Regions from separate parts of the Nothobranchius furzeri genome. Here region 1 is linked to region 2. The links are chromatin contacts, called in public Hi-C maps. All regions are on one chromosome and are shown on one strand. Each heading gives the region's core, a stretch centred on a gene start, on an enhancer-like site or on the middle of the called end of the contact. The rest is flanking DNA. Distances are from core to core; before and after follow the strand shown.

Region 1 (6,027 bases), core at 1,160-3,659, 45 kb after region 2:
TCTAAAGGCCAATGAAAAAATGTTTGTTTCTCTAATGTTGGCCAACTGAAAAGAATGAACATGAAAAGAATGTGCATGTATAGCACTCAATACTTAGTCGGGGCTCCTTTTGCCTCAATAACTGCAGTAATGCGGCGTGGCATGGACTCGATCAGTCTGTGGCACTGCTCAGGTGTTATGAGAGCCCAGGTTGCTCTGATAGTCGTCTTCAGCTCCTCTGCATTGTTGGGTCTAGCGTATTGCATCCTCCGCTTCACAATACCCCATAGATTTTCTATGGGGTTAAGGTCAGGCGAGTTTGCTGGCCAATCAAGGACAGGGATACCATGGTCCTTGAACCAGGTGCTGGTGGTTTTGGCACTGTGTGCAGGTGCCAAGTCCTGTTGAAAGGTGAAGTCTGCATCCCCATAAAGTTGGTCAGCAGCAGGAAGCATGAAGTGCTCTAAAACTTCCTGGTAGACGGCTGCATTGACCTGGACCTCAGGAAACAGAGTGGGCCAACACCGGCAGATGACATGGCACCCCACACCATCACTGACGGTGGAAACTTTACACTGGACCTCATGCAACGTGGATTCTGTGCTTCTCCGCTCTTCCTCCAGACTCTGGGTCCTTGATTTCCAAAGGAAATGCAGAACTTGCTTTCATCAGAAAACATAACTTTGGACCACTCAGCATCAGTCCAGTCCTTTTTGTCCTTGGCCCAGGCGAGACGCTTCTTGCGCTGTTTCTTGTTCAAGAGTGGCTTGACACACGGAATGCGACACCTGAATCCCATGTCTTTCATGAGTCTCCTCGTGGTGGTTCTTGAAGCGCTGACTCCAGCTGCAGTCCACTCTTTGTGGATCTCCCCCACATTTTTGAATGGGTTTGTCGTCACAATTCTCTGCAGGGTGCGGTTATCCCTAGAGCTTGTACACTTTTTTCTACCACATTTTTTCCGTCCCTTCGCCTGTCTGTTAATGTGCTTGGACACAGAGCTCTGCGAACAGCCAGCTTCTTTAGCAATCACCTTTTGTGTCTTGCCCTCCTTGTGCAAGGTGTCAATGATTGTCTTTTGGACAGCTGTTAAGTCAGAAGTCTTCCCCATGATTGTGGTGCCTTCAAAACAAGACTGAGGGACCTTTTAAAGGCCTTTGCAGGTGTTTTGAGTAAATCAGCTGATTAGAGTGGCAGCAGGTGTCTTCTATATTCAGCCTTTTCAGAATATTCTAATTTTTTGAGATACCAAATTTGGAGTTTTCATTAGTTGTCACTTATGAATATCAAATTTAAATGTAATGAACATTGGAAATACATTGGTCTGTGTGCATTGCATGAATATAATGTACAAGTTTCACGTTTTGAATGGAATTACTGAAATATTTTCAACCTTTTGATGATATTCTAATTTACTGGCCAGCACCTGTACTTTGAAAGGATGTTCCTTCTTTTGTTAACATTTCTCATCTTTTTCACTTCATCCATCCAGAGGATTTAATCCCCCGACCCCCCCCCCCAGTCACTCTCAGTTTTATGTAATCTGAACAGTCCACTGAGCAAAGAGCTGAACTGCCTCCTCCGACCAAGACACTTAGTAAAAAAAACGTTGAAACATTCATCCATGTGGCCTGAATATTACAAAGCATGTCTGTACAGTTTGCCCTCGGGTCCGTCTTTCAGACTCCTTTTTATATCTTTTATTCATTTATATATATATATATAATTAACGTGAATCTAATTAAGTGTAACTAATTAATTTGTAGTTAATTAATCTTGATTAATCGCATTTTATTTATTCAAGAAAATTTGCCCCAAAGCACATTTTTTTAATTAATGAAAAATAATGAGGCAGAGTCAAACAATGGACATGGACATTACTGTTGTAAAGTCAAGCTTTTTTAATAAGGAAAAATGCTTTTAAATTGTATTTCAATTCAAAACAGGAAAAAAATTGTGTGTGTGTGTGTGTGTGTGTGTGTGTGTGTGTGTGTGTGTGTGCGTGCGTGCGTGCGTGCGTGCGTGCGTGCGTGTGTGTGTGTGTGTGTGTGTGTAAAAAAATGCTACGTGACACAAACGTACAGCCATTTCTCACATTTTCTCTATGAATATGGTTCCTTATAACTTTATGAGAAAGAAAAACTTTAAATGCCAGTTGGGAAACTTTGTTCTTCTAAAAAAAAAACTTTCAAATCTAGATTTTTAAAACTTAAAGAGGACTTTGCTGTGAAGCCCAGCAGTGCTCTAGCGCCACGCCGAACAAAGAAAATAAAGTGTGTGTGTGTGTGTGTGTGTGTGTGTGTGTGTGTGTGTGTGTGTGTGTGTGTGTGTGTGTGTGTGTGTGTGTGTGTGTGTGTGTGTGTGTGTGTGTGTTTCTGTGCTATGCAGTGACCTGGATAAGTGAGAATGTGTTACATGGTATGAGCAGGAGGAGGGGCGGTGCTGGAGGATCCACCCAGACACATTTTCTCATTGTTGCTCACCCACATTCGGCTACAAACACATTACATAAATACATCACATGTATCAGACAGATGCATGCTATGTAACTGCCCCCCTGGCCACTTTGGTAAGTGTGTAATACGATCGCTCTTGGAGTGTTTTCACAATGACGACTGGATGTAGGCCATCCAGGAGGAGGAGGAGGAGGAGGAAGGCTGAGACCGGGTTGTTGCGTAATCCCGAGCTCTCCTGACATGTGTGTAGGTGCCTGAGCCAAGCTAGTGGGACGCACCAAAATGTGTTGACACCATCACAACGTGACTTTGAAAGGCTAACCTGAATATTTACCTGCTTCACATGCTCCCTGGTCCAGCAGATGACCTGCACAGATCGCTGAAGCTGATTTCATCTGAACTATGTCCCAACAGAAAATAGTTTAGTGGGCTGGAGGCGTTCTAGTGACTGACTGGCCTCTTTAAGACATAATTTACTGTCAGCAGCTCAGCTGAAACTATTTACTCTGTTATAATGGATTCTTGCTGCCGGAGGCAGTTTGCTGGCATACTTGCCTGTAAACACGCAGGCAAAGGGTGGGTAATAATGTTTTTGCCTGTGTCTATGTTTATTTTTAAAGCAGCAATCCGGAGTTTTCCACCTTTCAAGAATTTGGTATGGGTTTTTAGAAATCTGTAAAAGTGATAGTCTCACCCTGTACTGTGATAAAATGTAGGCAATATGTCTTTTTTCTTGCCCATCCACTTTGTCGTAGAGGCCCGTGCAACTTAGCATTAGCCAAAAGTGTTAAGTCTGGGCCACATCAGAGCCGGATGCTCCGTGTTGCGCCGCACCGTCATTTTAAATAGAAGCCATTATAGTCCCAGATGCACCAAGTCTAGGCCCTGAAGATTACGGCACAAACCCAGCCTCACTTTTGATAACTTTAAAGTACTATTGATCATAAAATATTCAAATAAATAGCATACTTACCCATTTTTAATGAATTAGAGCCTCCGGTGTGCCTCAGGCTGTGGACATTCACTTACGTGAGTCAACAGTTGCCTGCCTAGAGGTACACATTCACAAACAAGGGGCGTTGCTTACACCCGTAATCACGGACGTTAGAAGCGAGGCTCAAGCTGCAGTTCATTTTTCCACCTCTAGATGGTACTCTCTGAGGAAATAAACGGCATATCTGCTTTAAATCAACTCAAGAACCACCTGATGGATTTCAATAAAGTTTTAATAAATTATTCAAATGATCCTGATTTCAAGGTACAATATGTACGAATTGTACAGTGAAAAAAATCACAATCTAATGTCTCATTCATGTTGGAAGGAAGCCAAAAAGGGACAAAAATATTGTTTACGATCTGTATTTATCTACTCATCAATTTACTGTGTATAAGTTTGCTTGTCATCTAGAGTTTTCTGGCGCTGAGCCACAGCTGGCAACAGTGTTTTTAATAGGCTGTAGTACCCAAATTTGACCACATGGTGTCATTTTTACTTCATTTTTACATCAACTGACCTTAGCAAGTACTCAAATGGCTACAATTTGATCAATTTTGCTTTTGCAGCTACTGAGATGAGATTTACGCGGTGTCTAAATTCAGGGTCTGCATCCTTCGAAGGACCCAGCCTACTCTGCCGACATGGGCTGGGTCCTCCGTTGGCCGAGTTGACCGGATGTTAACCGCTGTGAATTTGGACAGGCCTAGCCTTCATGAATTCATGCCACTCCCTCGGCGAACGTTCCGTCACCTAGCAACCGTGGAACCACTGAGCAGAAGGGAGAAGGAACTTTAAACGATGGAGCTCGAAGTTTTATTTAGCTTTTTAATAATTTCCTTGACTGTTGGAGAGCTAATTCAGACAAAATACTTTAGACAAGCTGAGCCTGAGCAAAGATGTGATAATAGTTTTTAATACTTTCTAAGGGTCTTAATTTGACCAAAACCGATGTTTCACCTTTTAAGACTTTTCAAGACCCAGCGGATACCCTGTAATATTAAACAATTCACATTTGTAAACAAAAATTAAATTCAAGAGTTTAATACAGAACTGATTTTATTTAGGTATTTCTTTTATATGTACATGTTTAATCGTTCTTAACCATTTTTTCTAGCAAGCCTGTCAAAATTCTCCCTTCTCTCCTGTGCCCTCTGCTGCTCTGCCTCCCTCTGCAGCCTCATGTCCTCCCTGATCAGCTCCAGAAGCTGGTCATCGCTGTCACCTTCTCCTGGATGCCCATTTTCTCCAGAATAGTCTTAACAAATATGTAAGAAAAAATAACAGGAAGAGAAATGATAGAGAAAAAAAGGACAACGGGTTATTCCTTTCGTGTTTTTGCAGAAAAAAATAAACTTAAAATATGAGAAGTTATTGTACCTCCATGCCATAGCGGCCGAATACTTTGCTCCAGTGATCATGTGGTCCATCTCCGCCCTAAGCTTAATAAAGTTCGTGGTTTTCTCTTTTGTCCCTATAATACAAACATCTATTAAAATCACAGGGAAAACTTAGCGGGAGAAGTACGACACCGAGCGGCCGAACATACGAGCCGAGACCGCAATACAAGCACTTTTACTGTAACATTTCAAACTAAAATAATGTTCATGTATCATAAAAAGCCCTTAACCTAACAGTTTTCAAGTTTATACAGATATTTATATGCGCAATCCTCTCTGACAGCTCTCGCGTCACTGTCCGCCATTGTTTTTAAAAGTTCTGCCATCCGACCTGCAAGGCATCTTGGGAAAGGTAAACTATTGAAGGATACACCGGACCCATCCTTCATACAGGCGAAAAGAAGGCCGGATTCGTCGACCGCATTTGAAGGAGTCTTCGAATCAGGACAGGCCTAGTTGCGGCGCTGTGACGTAACCGGCCGACGAATCCGGCCGACGAAGGATGCAGACCCTGAATTGAGACACAGCCTTAGTGTCACAATAGCGGAGAGTGGTGCACACCCCAGACTCTGAAAACTAGCTAATGGATCAAGAACTTTGTTTTGTACTTTGCCCTAAACTTTTCCTGTTTGTCATGAAACACTTGAAGGATCTTAATGAAACTCTCGGAAACCTCTCCTTTAGTTTACATCAACTACTGATTTAGTTTTGGCGCCAATTCAAGATGGCAGCCCCTCCATCTGACCTTAGAAAACGCAAACATTGCTGTAACTCTGCTGAGATTTGGTGTCCTACTCATGATTCTTTATAGAGCGAGGGACCACATTTGATCACTTACGTTGATTTATAGCTTAAATTAGAAACTTGTCTTTTAAATTAGGCAAAATTAATTTTGAATCACAATTGGTTTGTTTCTTCTTATTAAGATTTCTCACAAAAACATGATCACAAGTCAGAAAGCGCTCTGTTAGATACTTCCCCATATATCTTTATTTACCTGCTCCTTTTCCTTCCACCAGCGGTGAGAAATGACAGAAACAAGCGAAAGGGGACGAAGGAAGCGGTGAATATGACCATCATGGAGACGTACGAATTGACATCGGAGCTGGGCCTGGTTGTGGAGAAGATCTGCAGGGCTCACAGGGAAACCTTCCCCTCCCTCTGCCAGCTGGGAAAATACACCACTGTGAGTGTGGAT
Region 2 (5,509 bases), core at 2,548-5,047:
TTCCTGGCGATTTTATAAAAAAGCATGCGAGTAGATCTGAAAATAATTTTCCAACCTGCTTGTGTCTGCAGGTGACGTTCCGTACGAGGATCTATCACTGCAACATCAACAGTCAGGGGGTGATCTGTCTGGACATCCTGAAGGACAACTGGAGCCCCGCCCTCACCATCTCCAAGGTGCTGCTGTCCATCTGCTCCTTGCTCACAGACTGTAACCCAGGTGAGACCACAGGCTGGGTGGCTGGATCTCAAGCTTCCAGCTATAGTTCATCAAAAATGCTGGATGCCCTGTCCTTTCGTTGTGTTTTGGTTTACGTCTGCATCAGGGATGGTTTTCATTACATCTGATTTCTGTGGGTTCAGCTCTTTCTGTGTTTGAATCAAAAACAATCCAGTTTTGGTATAAATATACAGATTATAGCTTCAGAGATGGAGATGTCACTCATTCCCACAGAATAAATCTCTAGTCTTGTGAGATTCCTTTTCATTAAAACCTTTTTCAGATTTACAAATTTGTTTAAAATAAACATTTATTTTCTTCCCCATGCAGCCGATCCGCTGGTAGGAAGCATCGCCACCCAGTACACGACTAACAGAGCCGAACATGACCGAACAGCCAAACAGTGGACAAAGAGATACGCCACATAGACCCGCTGGGTAGAGGAGGAGGAGGGGTGGGGTGGTTGTGGGTTATTTCTATCTCAGATTTTTAGTACTTTATTGTCTGGTCTATGTTTTGCTCCCTGATTAAGTTATCTCCACAAATATGGTAATAAAGGAACTAAACGAACATCCTGTTTTGGATTTTATTTACTACCCCCACCCCCCACCCCTCCCCAAGCTGTTTTTGCATTGTTACTGTGTATTTTGTTAAAGTGTGAGGAGTTAGAAACTCAAGGGCATCACGCTGAGACCTGCTGCAGCTTTTATTTCAACCCGCTGATTAAACTTTCCTGTTTCAGATAAAACTCGTTACTCTGATGTTTGATTTGGAGCTGCGGCTTGACGCTGTTTATTGTTTGTATGTAGATAAACATCTTTGGGGTCAAAGTTTTTAAATGCTGACCTGGTGGCGAAGTGACTAGTTAATAATAGTGAGTGCTGAAGAAAGCGGTTACCCAACATAGCCCGTGATGAGTCGGGGGGTCAGAAGGGTCATCCATCTTCAGGTTTCAGGTCAACACCAGAGTTCAGCAGGAAACGTTCACGCTGCAGAAGAAGCTCAATAAGACAATGATTTTTACAGCTGGATGCAGTTTAAGACCAAAGTAAACATTCTGGATGACAGTAGACCGCTATTCATTAAGACACTTTTATTAGTCATTCATGTCTCAACTCAGAAATGGTGCCGATTGTTCCACTGAGGCCGATCTGGTGAACAAATACTCTCCCTGGTGACCGCCTTGCTCATGTGCAAATGGTTTTAAACCATCTTGGATCCTTTTCCGAGGAAAAACAAAAGGAGACTTGAGCTAACAATAAGCAACTCATTTTAAAACCTCTGCTAATGCTGTACAAACACCAAACTCCAGTTTCCACAGGCATAAATGTTAATAATTTACATTATTTTATTTTTTTGGGGTGGCAGCTTGGCTTGGAGATTAAAAATAGCCAAAGCAGCTGATTTGTAAAACAACGAGGATAACAGGCTGTAACGACTGCTGATTTTAACTGATAAATGTCAAGGACTTGCTTTTGCACCACCTGTGGTTTGAGTTGTAAAGTGAAATAAAACGTGATAAAACACTAAGTTCTGCTTTTTGTTCTGAATCAGATGAAGAAAGCCCGGAGCTTTTGTTTTGGAGTCTGATGTTTAACCATTCTTGTGTTTATTTTATAATAATACCCTGTTTTTAACCTGTTCCAGGAGAGCTTGCATACGATTAATCGGTTTAAAAAAACCAAACTCACAAACTGGAGAGATTTTACGGTTTCCAAATCAAGCAGCAGAGTTGTACTTTTACTAAAAACATGAATTCAGTTTTGCTCAAGTCACAATACAGAAAGTAAAATAAGTTCACATCTATTTCTATTCATTTTCAAGCCAATTGAATTGAAATGTTCATTTTGAAAAGCTTTCCTACATAAAAATGCATTTAGACTCATCTATGAACATGACAAAGTACTTTCCTAAAGCACAGTTAATTTTTACCATTTGTGACTTGATGGAGGAACACCCTCACCCACCAGTGCCAGAACTACTCATGGGGCAAAGGTCCAGAAGCATCAGAACAAACTGTTTCTTCTCTGGAGCCGACGGCTGGATGATCTCAGGGCTTCAGTCTCACACAAACGAACCTGAAACACTCAAATATCTGAAATAAGACAGGGTAACAATAGAACTATTATATGCTCATCGATCCTAAATGCAAAAATCGATAGAATGGCTATGTAGCAAACACTTTGAAATGTTTCATTGTGAAGTTTTGCTGACATGCTGTTTTCCACCTGTTCCAGCATCATGGCGAGCAGTCAGAAATGACCGTGTCCACTTGTAATATTGTTTCATATCGACTGACGGCCTAGACACCTAGACAAACACTGTAGCTTCAGCAGGTCTACCACTGGCTCGGCTTGTAGAGACGTGAAGCGGGCTCAGCAACATTACAGCTAAGCTTTTGTTTTAAATGATGATAGCAGAGCTGTGACAGCAAAACAACCATGGAAACTCAGGAAAGGTGCTTGTTTGAAATATATTTGGCATCAACTTTGGACATTTTAGACGTGAGCTTTTCTTTGAGACATGAGCAGAGGTACTTAAGTCATTTACCTTGAAAAAAGGATGATGTATGGCAGACTGCACCATTGATTTCCGTTGATATGATTTCACATTGTTGCTCTGACTGGTCCTAGCACTGTCCAATTGCGTATGGAGACGGTTTGAAAGACAACCGTCGATACTATCCCTGACTGAGCTGTCTATGGGTCATGGCCAGGCTAGGTATTAACACATATACATGATGGCTTACCAGGTGGATCCCAAATGGTTGGAAATGGTTGAGACTGAGGTTGATTTAACTGCAAACATCAAAATACAGTCCGCTGAATCGATGCATCGTGATCAAACTAGTGGATACGCCCCTACAAGACAAGTCTGCTACTTTTTCAGATGTGTTCCGGGAACACAGCCGGAACACACACTAGGTATTTGAGAAAATTGTCATCTTCTAAAATTATTCTCCAACGTTTCTAGATAATTTAGACTTGAATCATCACACACTTCTCTTCCAGCTTTTTATTGTGGTTTATTTTTTTATTATTTTTTTTATCTGGTCTATTTTTGTAGCCTTTGTTCTATTTGTGATGCTAACATTTTCCTACTGACAAGGAAAAACACAGCAAGCTCACTGTCTCAGAGTTAAAAAGTATTTCGAAAGTATTTGCGGCTAGTGCGCAAAAACACGTGCAGCAGGGTTTTGTGCGGCTGATAAGATCGTCACGTGTGACAATTCAATAGTAAACAAACAGATTTAGACTAAAAACAGTCATAAATGACTAACATTTCTAATAAAAACGAGTCAAATCACCATGTAACACCATGTTTTCTAGGGAACGTAAATAAATCTACTTCAACTATGAAGGCTCAGCTCAACAGAACCGAGCTCATCCAGCAGCAGCACGCACCCGGCTGACTTCACGTTGTGCTCTGCAACGTGACTGCTGCGTTACGCCGCTACGACGCCTGGCTCCGCCCCCTCCGGCGTCCTGAAAGTGTGTCACTGGGTTAAAGTGAGCCGAGCTGCCGGGTGGAGGGGCGTGGCCGACGAATGGGTCACATGGTCCACTATTGAGAACATTTAGTTCTCTTGACTAACCCGCAGTCAGTCACACACAACAAGAGGGGGAGCTCCTCTGATCCAGAACCGCTCTCCGTCAGAAAACAGAACTCTGGAAGAACCTCGCTCTCTTCCATGAATCATTGGCTCAAGGCTGCACATCATCTACCGAAGAAGAAGCTCCAGTTTCGGCTCTGATCCGGGCTGATCGGCGCAGTTTGCCTCTGACAGTGTTGGATTTAGTTTCAAATATCTTCTGGGACAGTTTTTCTTCCACATCCAGCGATGCCGGAGGACGTCGGAACCGCCAAACCCGGTAAGAACCCAGTGTCCCAGTAAAATGTTAAAACCTGGATTTTTGTGCACGGTGCGGACTTGCTGCATTGATGTTAGAGCTCATCAGTGGGAAATAACACATAATCAGCCATGCCTTCATTAGTTGATTCATGATTTTAAAATAATCATTTGTCTCATTTAACTGTTACAAATTACGTGTAGACGCCAGTGCAAACTGCTGTTTTAATTACAAACATGCTAATAACATGTATGGCACATGTAAAGGTGGTGTTGCGTGTTCAGACTGCGGTGAGACGCTTCTTCTGGGTGTGTGTTTTATAGATCGGGGTTAGGAACATAGATCGGGGTTAGGAGCACCAGTGGCGCTGCTACATTTACATTTGACACAACAACAGTGTTCCACTTCCCGATCCGGCTCACATGGACGCTGTAGCCAAACCATGTGCCTCTGTGTACACTGTCCCAGCTGCTGCGCGCTGATTGGTCTAGGGGCGGTCCTCTCTGCGCGCACGCGTCAGCGGAATTCTCCTCCGATTGGCCAGAGAGGAGTCCGTGACGTAGAGCATTGCATAATCCAGGAGTGAGCGTTTCTGCGCTGTCCACGTGAGACCGGGGAGAGACCGTGGCGGCTGACCCAGATTCTGCAGAAATTCATGACAGATCCACGTGTGGGTGGGCCGTGAGAGAGAACAGTCATGGTTGAGGTTAGGTAATCAGTCTGAGGTTTAAAAAGAACAGAAACAAGAAAAACAACCTTCTGTCTTTACAAGAAACACACAGATGTTTCTATTAGTGGAAATTCACCACATTTAAAGATTTTAACCCAAAACATTCATGACTCAGAATGAAAAAAAGTAAATTATTAAAAAAAGTTTTTGACTAATAACTGAAGCTACTTTGTGAACACACACACACACACACACACACACACACACACACACACACACACACACACACACACACACACACACACACACACACACACACACACACACACACACACACACACGTGTATTTCGTGTTAGGTGTGTGAGACTTGCCCTGGTGCTTCAGTGACCCTGTCTGGTGGACAGCAGAGACCTGGACATGTTATGTAACCCTGTTATCCAACCAGCACTGGAGGTGATAAAGCAGGTCAAAAGCAGCAGGGAACTAACCAACCAGCAAACAGCAACACACATGTACAAACACGCTGGGTGTGTCACAGCCACCCCCGCTTTCTATGAATAGTTTATACATGAGTCATTATCGCCAGAGTTACACTTTAACTTGGAGCAACTGGAGTAAGCTGCTGCTGTTTATTTATCTTTAATGGACGTTCCTTCCTCTCAACAGGAGGAGTCATTGCCTACATTTCATCCAGCTCTGCCTCCACCTCGGAGTCCTGTGTGAACAGCAGCTACGCGTCAGCATCACCGGCTGTGCCTCGATCCTCGC

What was found. Hi-C and Micro-C count contacts between places; a contact is called where the count stands out from the background.
Region 1: a Hi-C map of skeletal muscle shows a contact between it and region 2, with 2.5 times the contacts expected there. The contact joins the enhancer-like site here to the promoter of nr1d2a in region 2. A contact is called at or near these places in 2 of 2 Hi-C or Micro-C datasets (skeletal muscle and tail fin).

Annotation. Positions count from the first base shown.
Region 1 is chr5:63,736,237-63,742,263 of NfurGRZ-RIMD1, forward strand. All of the region lies in intron 1 of septin7b (septin 7b), which reads left to right. It overlaps LOC107379177 (retinoic acid receptor beta), which reads left to right. Exons shown (of 8, transcript XM_054740868.2): 4 at 5,849-6,015. It overlaps LOC129163421 (a long non-coding RNA gene), which reads right to left and starts at 5,951. Exons shown (of 3, transcript XR_008563304.2): 1 at 5,827-5,951; 2 at 4,810-4,903; 3 at 3,506-4,687. Within about 2 kb of position 2,410, at least 1 of the 3 cell types and tissues checked has an H3K27ac peak or open chromatin away from gene starts, as enhancers often do. A contact at or near this core is called in tail fin, where this site is marked.
Region 2 is chr5:63,689,553-63,695,061 of NfurGRZ-RIMD1, forward strand. nr1d2a (nuclear receptor subfamily 1, group D, member 2a) reads left to right here and starts at 3,798. Exons shown (of 8, transcript XM_015949795.3): 1 at 3,798-4,091; 2 at 5,408-5,509. The coding sequence starts at 4,061. The region is part of intron 1 of septin7b (septin 7b); the gene reads left to right. It overlaps LOC107379174 (ubiquitin-conjugating enzyme E2 E1), which reads left to right. Exons shown (of 5, transcript XM_054740866.2): 4 at 72-219; 5 at 550-789. The coding sequence ends at 647.